Linked DNA regions of Macaca mulatta: region 1 is linked to region 2. Evidence: chromatin contacts called from public Hi-C data. All regions are on one chromosome and are shown on one strand. The core of a region is the stretch at or near the end of the contact, and the rest is flanking DNA. Distances in the headings are between cores, read along the strand shown.

Evidence for each region. A called contact is a pair of places that touch in the nucleus more often than the background predicts.
Region 1: a contact with region 2 is called in a Hi-C map of cortical neurons, with 5 times the contacts expected there. The contact joins the promoter of ADH5 here to the promoter of METAP1 in region 2. A contact is called at or near these places in 2 of 14 Hi-C or Micro-C datasets (cortical neurons and liver).

The regions. Positions count from the first base shown.
Region 1 is chr5:108,370,917-108,375,871 of T2T-MMU8v2.0, reverse strand. It overlaps ADH5 (alcohol dehydrogenase 5 (class III), chi polypeptide), which reads left to right and starts at 2,533. Exons shown (of 9, transcript XM_001105718.5): 1 at 2,533-2,613. The coding sequence starts at 2,602. LOC106998425 (a long non-coding RNA gene) reads right to left here and starts at 2,430. Exons shown (of 2, transcript XR_013417240.1): 1 at 2,209-2,430; 2 at 1-2,133.
Region 2 is chr5:108,271,490-108,276,251 of T2T-MMU8v2.0, reverse strand. It overlaps METAP1 (methionyl aminopeptidase 1), which reads right to left and starts at 1,580. Exons shown (of 11, transcript NM_001261513.1): 1 at 1,396-1,580. The coding sequence starts at 1,509.

The sequences.
Region 1 (4,955 bases), core at 1,284-3,783, 99 kb before region 2:
TCTAGTAAAACAGTTTCTTTTGATGGCAAGTCTTGTTAAGAACAAAATGCTCTAGAATTTTTCAAAATAGTTCCTTTTACACTCCTCATGCAGGAAGCAATTGGAGATTTTTCTCTGATCTTCTCTGAGAATTCATGGAGGTAAAACTCACAAAGTGTGAAAGCCCCCCAGAATCTTTAACTCTCAAACTAATCCATAGCGAGCCTCCGGCAATTCATTAATTAGAGCCAGACTTTCCTACTCCAGTAATGGTTCCTGCGAAGGTGCGTTTCTATGGTAAGTTGTGATTCTTTGAATCCACCCATCTGTGTCTCTAATTTTGGGGAAGCTGTTTTCCCTGTGACCCCACTTCTCCTACAGTTCTAAGAAGAGTTGTTAATTTCTCATTTTGTTTCGCTTTTTAGTTCTTGTTAGGATGGAGTGATGACTTCTAAATTATTTACATGTCAGACCAGAAACCTGAAGTCTTGTCTATTATTGTTAAACAAGGTACTACAAAAATGCAAGTGTCTCTTTCCAGAAAATAGACAGTATATCTGCAATAGGGAAAAGAAAACTAACTCTCTGCCAAAACTCTTTTTTTCCTCACTAGAAACTGCTTGCTGCATTCCAAGCAGAAGTATTGGCATACACAAAGGCCTGGAATCAAGAAAAAGCATAGTCCTTTTAAGGAACTACAAATGTTCCTTAAAGGTTGGTGTGAAATTTGGCAGAAGAGCAGGAAATAAGGATAGAGACATATACAGAATGAAGTAATTCAGGCCCTGACTGGCCTAAAGACTTTGGATTTTATCCATTTGTTCTCCCTTGAATATTTTTAAATAGAAGAATGGTATTTGTTTATAGCCTACATCATTCAAAAATTATTGAAGGAAATTAGGAAATGGCATTGATTGATGTTACGTTTTGATTAGTGTTACGCCACTAACAGGGCTTTCAAGTATCAGATTCAAGGGCCTGGCATCAAAGAAATCAGATGGGCGGATCTTTCAGTAATCCTGGAAGAAATTATGAAAGCCTGAACTAACGCAGCAGCAGTGGGGAGAGAGGGGCACAAGACCAGATAGATATTTAGGGTTTGGTGACAAACTGAATGCAGGGACTGAGGGAGAGGGAGAAGTTGACTCTCATGTTTCTGGCTGGGGCAAGTACGTGAAGAGTGTCAACACACAGAGGGAAGAGTCCCTTTAAGGAGAAAATATTAATATGAGTTTTAGGAGTTGCATTCGATTGTGAGATATCCTAATGCAGACAGAAATCCAGTCCAAGTCTGGAGTTTAGGGGGGCCATCCTGGCTGGAGATAATAATCTGGTAGTCATCTTTCCATAAATAGAAGTTAAAAGCCATAGTGTGAGTGAGAGAGTGGAGTGAAGGAATGGAAAGACTTTGGACATAATCTTACCATATGTACCCAGGAAAAAAGCCATGAAAAAGACTGAAAAACAGACAGAGAAGAGCAGTGTGTCTGATAGAGCTATTTTAACAAAATCCAGCATTTACAACAGAGTTTAAGAGTAAACCGGCAGGCCAGGTGCAGTGGCTCATGCCTGTAATACCAGCACTTTGGGAGGCTGAGGTGGGCGAATCACTTGAGGTTAGGAGTTCGAGATCAGCCTGGCCAACATGGTGAGACCACCCCCCGCCCCCCGGACCCCACTCCCCATTTCTACTAAAAATACAAAATTGAGCCAGCGTGGTGGCGTCTGCCTGTAATCCCAGCTACTCAGGTCGCTGAGGCACGAGAATCGCTTGAATCTAGGAGGCGGAGGTTGCAGTGACCCGAGATCGCACCACTGCACTCCGGCCTGGGCGACAGAGCGAGACTCTGTCTCAAACAAAGTGTAAACCGGCAAAAATACTCCATTCTCTCTCTCTACACTCTGGCCCACTCTCAACACATCAAACTGTCCAGGATCAGGAGACGTTTTGTTCCCCTCATCTCCTCCTTCCAACTCTGCCCACGTTCTACTGTCTCCCCAAAATCCTACCTACCCTTCAGGAACTGCTGGAATGGGAGCTTGGGAAGTTTTCAGCAAACGCCTCTGTCTTTCTTTGTGGCCCCTTTATTCCCACAGCTCTGTGTCCTCTCCCTATGGCGAGTCCCTTGAGGGGCTGTATCTTACTCCTTGTGTCTGCAAGCACACATAATGCGTATTAGAGGAGGAAGCATTTGCCAGTGGAGCACAAAGCTGTTGCAGGTCTCTTACTGGTTCTCAGGCGCTATCAGTGAAATTCCCGTTCCCTCACCGTCTACATCTGTAATTTGCAAGCCTCATCTACGATAACTGGTGTAAAGTTACACAGGGGAGCCCTTTCCGGACAAAGAAACAAGTTCTGCAATAAGGCTGTCGGATTTTAGCCACGAAACCGGCGCCGCACAGCCTCGCCAGCGAGTGCACCCAGGAATCTACAAACTAGGGGCACGCACCACAGCTCGAGCACCGCCCTTCCGGTCGACGCCATTGCAAGCCCGCCCCCACGCTCCGCCCCCTCGCTAGGCGCTCGCCACGCCCACGCCGCGGTCGCCGCGCAGCCCAGTCGGAACATCAGCTCAGCCCAGTCGGAACATCCGCACCCCATGCTGACCAAAACCCGTGGACATGGCGAACCAGGTAGCGCCCGCTGAGCGGAGGGCCCTGAGTACTAGGGAGGGACTGCATGGCATGGGACCAGGCTGCTGTCCTCGGGGACGCGCGAGGCTCGGCCCAGGACGGGATCTGGCTCCTGGTTCTGAAACTGGGCCCCGGCGAGCGGCTCAGCAGGGCAGAAAGAGAAGGAAGCTTTGTCTCGGCTCTTCAGTTGGGAAGCAGCTTTCTTTGCTGCTTCTGGGACAACCGGAACGGGGTGGGGGTGGGAGAGCCGGAGAGTGGGGGGCAGGGGCTGGTCAGGACGGTATCCCAGTGGAAATGGCTTAGGAGCGGCCACGCATTGCTTCTTACACGAAGTTAAGTAACTCACTCTGGGTCATTCTTGCAGCTTGCATACTTGGCAGAGCTGCAGCCAGAGCCCGTGCTCCTAACTCCTAGGTTGCTTGTGTTTCATAATTGAGCCTACGCCTTAATTATTGTGCCTCCAAGGAGTGTATTTTGGAAAGACCCCTACGTCCCTTTCAGAAACGTTTTCGAGCGCTTGAACACCAAGAGATTTATCTTCCCTCTAGTCCTCACATAACAAACACCTCCGCGAGATGGGGACATCTTATCAAAAACTGTGATTTGAGGTCGGTTGTGATGGCGGACTGGGATTCCGACCCAGGTCTGCTCCTCTCTGACCAGTTCATAAAATACACATTAGACAGTAAAGAAAGGCAGAAATTACGAATAAATAGTCTAAAATTGCTGATTATTTTAATGCTTTGCAAATTTGGACATTTTCTAGTAAGACATATGGCCTTAACATATTGGAGTTTGAAAGAAACTCTAAACAGTCTTTCAGACTTAAACTGGTAGTTGCTCTTCCTTATTGCTGAGTGTCTTTGTTCACAGAATGTGAAAGATTGTAATTGTTACTATAGTTCAAATGTTGAAGTAGTGCCATTTCCCGCGGATTTAGAGTGGGACTTTGTTTTGCTTAGAATTGTCAGTAAAAAGGAAAGGTTAGGCTCCTGTAAGACATTTTTTAAAGGGGAGCAGGCCATCAAATTTAGTATTCTTGTCTCTTTGGATTTTTAGGTTGCATAACTTAATTGTTAGTATTCTGAATCTGACTTGTGGAGTTGAAATTTATGGCACATTGAAGTGAAAAAGATTCTAATGCATTGTCTGATTCTTTGTACTATAAGATTTAATATCTGCAATTTACTTTTAAAAAACGATCATTTCCAGCCTCACCAATTTACAGAGGCCATTCTTTTTTCCTTTTTTTTTTTTTTTTTTTTTTCCAGTTCAGATGGAGTTTCACTCTTTGTTGCCCAGGCTGGAGTGCAGTGGCTCGATCTTGGCTCACTGCAACCTCCGCCTCCCGGGTTCAAGCAATTCTCCTGTCTCAGCTTCCCGAGTAGCTGGGATTACAGGCGCCCGCCACCATGCCCGGCTAAGTTTTGTATTTTTAGTAGAGACGGGAGTTTCGCCGTGTTGGCCAGGCTGGTCTCGAACTCCTCACCTCAGGTGATCCACCCATCTCGGCCTCCCAGAGTGTTGGGATTACAGGTGTGAGCCACCGCGCCCGGCCTACAGAGGCCATTCTTTTTATCTCTATCTAGTTCACCTCTCCTTTTCCTCAACCGTTTGTTCTATTGCTGTCAATAACTACTAACTTACTTTGCAAAGCTATGCTGCTCCAAGAATTGTGTTAGGGACTTCATATTCATATTCATTCCTTTTTTTTTTTTTTTTTTTGAGCTCTGTCGCCCAGGCTGGAGTGCAGTGGTGCGATCTAGGCCTCAGCCTCCCCAGTAGCTGGGACTACAGGCACCCGCCACCTCGCCCGGTTAATTTTTTGTATTTTTAGTAGAGACTGGGTTTCACCTAGCCAGGATGGTCTCGATCTCCTGACCTCATGATCCACCCACCTCAGCCTCCCAAAGTACTGGGATTACAGGCGACTTGAGCCACCACGCCCGGCCAGGGACTTCGTATTCATTCTTACTCAGTCCTCACAATCACCCTATATATAGGTGTTTTATCACCATTTATAATTACTTTTTCCTCATCCTTCAGTATCCAGGTTAGAAGTGAAGCTCTCCCAAACCAAGCAGTTACGCTCTTAATCTACTTTTTTTGCTTTCTGTATTACTTTGTGCCTGTCTCTTTAAATCACACGCTTTGTAATTATTAACTTTAAAATCTGTCTCCTGTAAACCCAGTGGTTTACAACCTTTAGTCTGTCAACGCATTTCTCAAGTGTAATGTAAACTAATCAGGACCTTTCTCATTACGTGTGGTTCTCTGGTTGTGGAGGGTATACTGACTATAATCTCTAAAGCAGCTCTGTGTGCTATAGATACATTAGTCAC
Region 2 (4,762 bases), core at 331-2,830:
TATTGTGACATAAAAATTGTATTTATTTATATCTTTACGTTTTTATATGTTTTATGTTGGAAAATACTTTTATTATTTGTACTGTGTTCATATGTCTGCCTTCACTCTTATTCATATTTTTATTTATGGCAGAGTTAAATTGTACTATAATCCTTGAAAAAATAAAAGGTCTTACATTATAACAGCATTTCACGTTCCTTGGATAATTTGGGTTTCAGAAGAAGCTTGTGAAACTTACTAAGAAAGCTATAATCATCCCCTCTGTACAGGGTAACACTGGAACTCAGAAAGATTAAGTAACTTTACTAATTCAAGATCGCACAGTAATTGGCAAGAGCAGGGCCCCAATCAGGCCTTCTCTTTATTCCTGCTCTCCTCCCCACAGGACACTACCAATTTAATATTTCAATATTCATGTGCCTCTCTTCAGTAAACCTGGACTGTAAGTAAGAGCCATACTATTGCCGCCCAGCCCTCACCCTGGGTCTCGAAATGCAGCAGCAACACTAGTCACTCTTCAGTAAACAGAAACACGAGCACGCGCTTCAGTCAGGACCCCATTCAACGCTGGGTTTGCTCTACTGCACAAAACTTACTAAAACACATTACAGCCTTCACGCCTAACCCTCAATGGAACTGTCCTTTTCACTCTGGGAAATTCAGTCACAGGTGACTCATCCCGTTAGCTTACAGCTTTGTAAATTAATAATTTTATATACCGAGGGAAAAGAACGAATTACACAGACCTCTCCATTCCCCACCCCCAAAGTTGCTTAAGTGTCAACGCACGGTAGTAAAGCACAAAGAAGTGGGGCTGGACCTACCTAGCGTTTCTCCCCTCTGTTCCTCCTCTCTGCTACTCCGACCGTCCTCCGGCCACCCATCTCTCAGAGACCGGCGGGTCGCTTCCACCCCCCACCCCGCAGGGATCCGACGGACGGCCCGGCAGCCTCCAGCGCCCAGACCCGAGCCCCGCCGGTGCCGCGGCTGTGGAGGCTCGCGACGCTCGGGCTGCCCTGTTTCACGGCGCCGCTACCTGCCCCCGGCAGCCCGCACACCTGGCGGCCCCAGCCCCAGCGCAAGGAACCAGCCCCAGAACGCGGAGGTCTAGCGCGGCCGCGCGACCCCACACGAGCCAGCTTCCGCCCCAGCCCACATGGCCGCGGCGGGCGGCGGCCCCCGCCCCCGCGTGAGCCCCGCGCGGCTCCCGAGGACCCGGGGACCCCAGGAGGCAGGAGGGGGCGGTGGCGACGCGGGTGGGGGGAGGAGGAAACGCGGCCGGGGGGAGGAGGAGGAGCGCGTCCCGACTCGCCGCAAGAGCGGGAGGAGCCAGCAAGGGAGAGGCGAAGAGGAGTCCCGCGGTGGCGGCAGATCCGCGGGGCAGCGGGCGTCTACCTGCGAGCAGAAGTACGAGCCCTGGATGCCCAGCTTGATGCAGGTGGGACACTGGAGCTTGGCCTCACTGCTGCAGCCGTCTGTCTCGCACACCCGCGTCTCCACGGCCGCCATGCTGCCTGCCCGCTGGAAGAGCGCCTCACCGAGGAAGAGGCGGCGGCGGGAGGGAAGAACGGCCGGGCGGAGGGGAGGGGAGAGAGACCGAGTCGGGGGAGGAGCAAGGCCTGCCGCCGGCCTGGGCGCGGAAGGGGGAGGAGCCCAGGGCCGACCGGGACCACGCAGCGCGCCCCGCCCCCGCCCCGCGCGCGCAGCTGGTGCCCCGCCCCGCCACCTTCGCCCCGCCCCCCGCCCGCCGCTCGCGGTGGCTGGGTGCCCAAGCTTCCTAGCGGCGCGCACGTGGGGGCTGTAAGGGAGCTCGGCAGGGCCCCTCCCATTCGGCGCCTTCGGGCGTCGGCCAGCGCAGAGCGCGACCTGCCGGCGCCTGGCTGTGAGGAGCCGCCCTCTCGCGGCGCACTCTCTGTGCCTACAGTCAGATAAGGCAGTTGTCCTCACTGACAAACACCCAAGAGCCCTGATCATCCCCGACACCCGCAGGCGGCTGGAGAGGGCGCTGCGCTCCTCTGCGTTGGTTCCCCCCGGACGCTCCTTGGAGAACAGTCCCCTGGGTTAAGTTCTATTTCTCAGTGACATTGTCAGGTCTGAGGCCTAAAGACCACCGCTCATTCGCAGAAAGGAGAGCAATAGAACTGTCAACGAGAAGCTGGGCTGGAATTCACATCTGCCCTCCCTCCTGCCCGAATTTTTTTTGCCACACCACCAACCCCCCTTCAAAAACGATAGCGCTAGTAATAGTAACACAACTATCAGGTATTCAATACAAATAATAATTGTTTGTATTATCCCAGTTGATTGCTTCCGCGGTAAATAGGGGAGAATTGTGCTGATCCTGAAATGTCAGAGTCGAAAGAAGCTGCGGAGGCCTTCCGCTGCGAACCTGTTGCCTCAATCTTTTCATCTGTATTCCAGGTCTGCCGTGTTGTAACTCATGCTTGAGTGCCTCCCTGTCACTAGGGAAGAGCGAAAAACTAGCATTTACTGATCACAAAAGGCTGTGAACTTTGTTATCTTACTGTATTTTTTTAGCTTCTCCGTACTTAATACACCAGAAAAGCTCATATTACTTTTATTTTTAAGAACTTTGTTTTGGCTAGGAGCAGTGGCTCACGCCTGTAATCAATCCCAGCACTTTGAGAGGCCAGGGCATCCAGGGCACCAAGGCCCGCGGATTCTTTGAGGCCAGGAGTTCGAGACCAGCGTGGAAATATGACAAAACCCCGTCTCTACAAAAACTAAAACTAAAAACTAAAAAATTAGCTGGGCGTGGCGGTAGGCACCTGTAGTCCCAGCTACTGAGGAGGCTGAGCCAGGAGGATCCGTTGAACCTGAGAAGTCAAGGATATGGTGAGCTATGATCCCGCCACTGCACTCCAGCCCAGACGACAGAGCAAGACCATGTCTCAAAAAAAAAAAAAAAAGAACTTAGTTTTGCAATATAAGCAGTACGAATGATGTAATAAAATCAAGGAGTAGAAATATTTACATGCATACGTACATACACTTTTGTATACAAGAAAACAGAAAAATCGGTATAAGTATGTATGTATATATAAAATATTTTTTAAATAAAAACTGTACCACACCACGTAAAGTAATTTACTTACCTGATTTATTCAGTTACTATGATGTGAACTTTTTGTTTGTTGTTTGGTTTTTCTTTGAGATAGCATCTCATTCTGTCAACCAGGCTGGAGTGCAGTGGTGTTCACAGCTAACTGCATCCTCAACATCCTGAGCTCAAGTGATGTTTCTGCCTCAGCCTCTGGAGTAGCTAGGACTACAGGTACACGCCACCTTGCCCAGCTAATTTTTCCGCTTTTTTGTAGAGACGGGGGTCTCACTGTGTTGCCCAGGCTGGTCTTGAACTCTTAAGCTGAAGTGATCCTGTCACCCCGCCTCCCAAAGTGCTGAGATTACTGGCATAAGACACTGCACACATTCGTTATTGCCATCAATTATACTTTTACCACATAATTTTAATGTCTGTATAATATTCTATTGTATGGGTAATTTACTGGACTAAATCCACTAATAATAGATATATAGGTTATTTTAAATTGTTATCTATCATAAACAAGGTTTCAGTGACTATCCATTTAGCTAAAACTTTACATACATCCTTATTTACTTAGGATATATTCTTTATTTTTTTTTTAATAGCGACAGGGTCTCCCTATGTTGCCCAGGGTAGTCTCGAACTCCTGGTCTCAAGCCATCCACCCGCCTTGGCCTCCCAAAGTGCTGGGATGAGCAGGCATGCAGCCTGCATGCAGGCGTGAGGTGAGGAGGCCTTCAGATATAGTCTTAAAAGTGGAATTGCCACGTTAAGAGTTTTCACTGTCTTTTACTCTTTATATAGTTTGCCATACTTTTACATATCTCAGTGTAACTCTCTACAAAGCATTTATCATTTAAAAAGGAAAAATAGTAACTTTAAAGTGGAGAGACCTGGGAGATACTCTATTGTGATCAAAGTGAAAATCACCAATAATGTGACGAATAGACATTGTACCCTCTCTATATGAACCATTGAGGAGAATACAGCATTATCTTTTGCAGTGTTCTTGAAAAAAATGCATAAATGACTGTAATCACAAGGAAATATCAGACAAACCCAAGCTGAACACATTCTGCAATATAATTGACCTATACTCTTCAAAATGCCAATGTCCCAAAAGACAAAGATTTGAAGAACTCTTCCAGATTCAAAGAGACTGAAGAGACGTGACAGCTAAATGCAACACATGATCATGGGTTGGATTTTTGGATCAAAAGAAAGATGTTTTTGCTATAAAGGAAATTAGGTTGCATTGTATGCTTATGAATTCCCTGATTTTTGACAGTTACACATAGTGGGAGTCAGAAAGAGAAATGAATGATAAGACAAATGTGAGAGAACGTTAAAAATTGGAGAACCTGGGTATACCAGAGTTCTTTATTTTTTCAATTTGCTACTTTTCTACAGCTTTGAAATTATTTTAAAATAAAATAAAGTTTTAGAAATTCTTCCTCTCAAAAGCAAGTAAATGGTGCTAAAAATTAAAAATTAGAATTAAAAATTCTTCCTAGATGCTCAACTGCAGGATCAAGTCCAATCTAGGCTCTTTCTATATACCTCCACTTAGCCTCATCTCATTATTTTTCATGCCTAGGTCTTGACCATTTAGCAAGAGCAATATGCTCATGTTTTCCTGAACACATAGTGCTATTTCATTCTTCCATGTTCTTATACATGTTGTTTCCTCTGTCT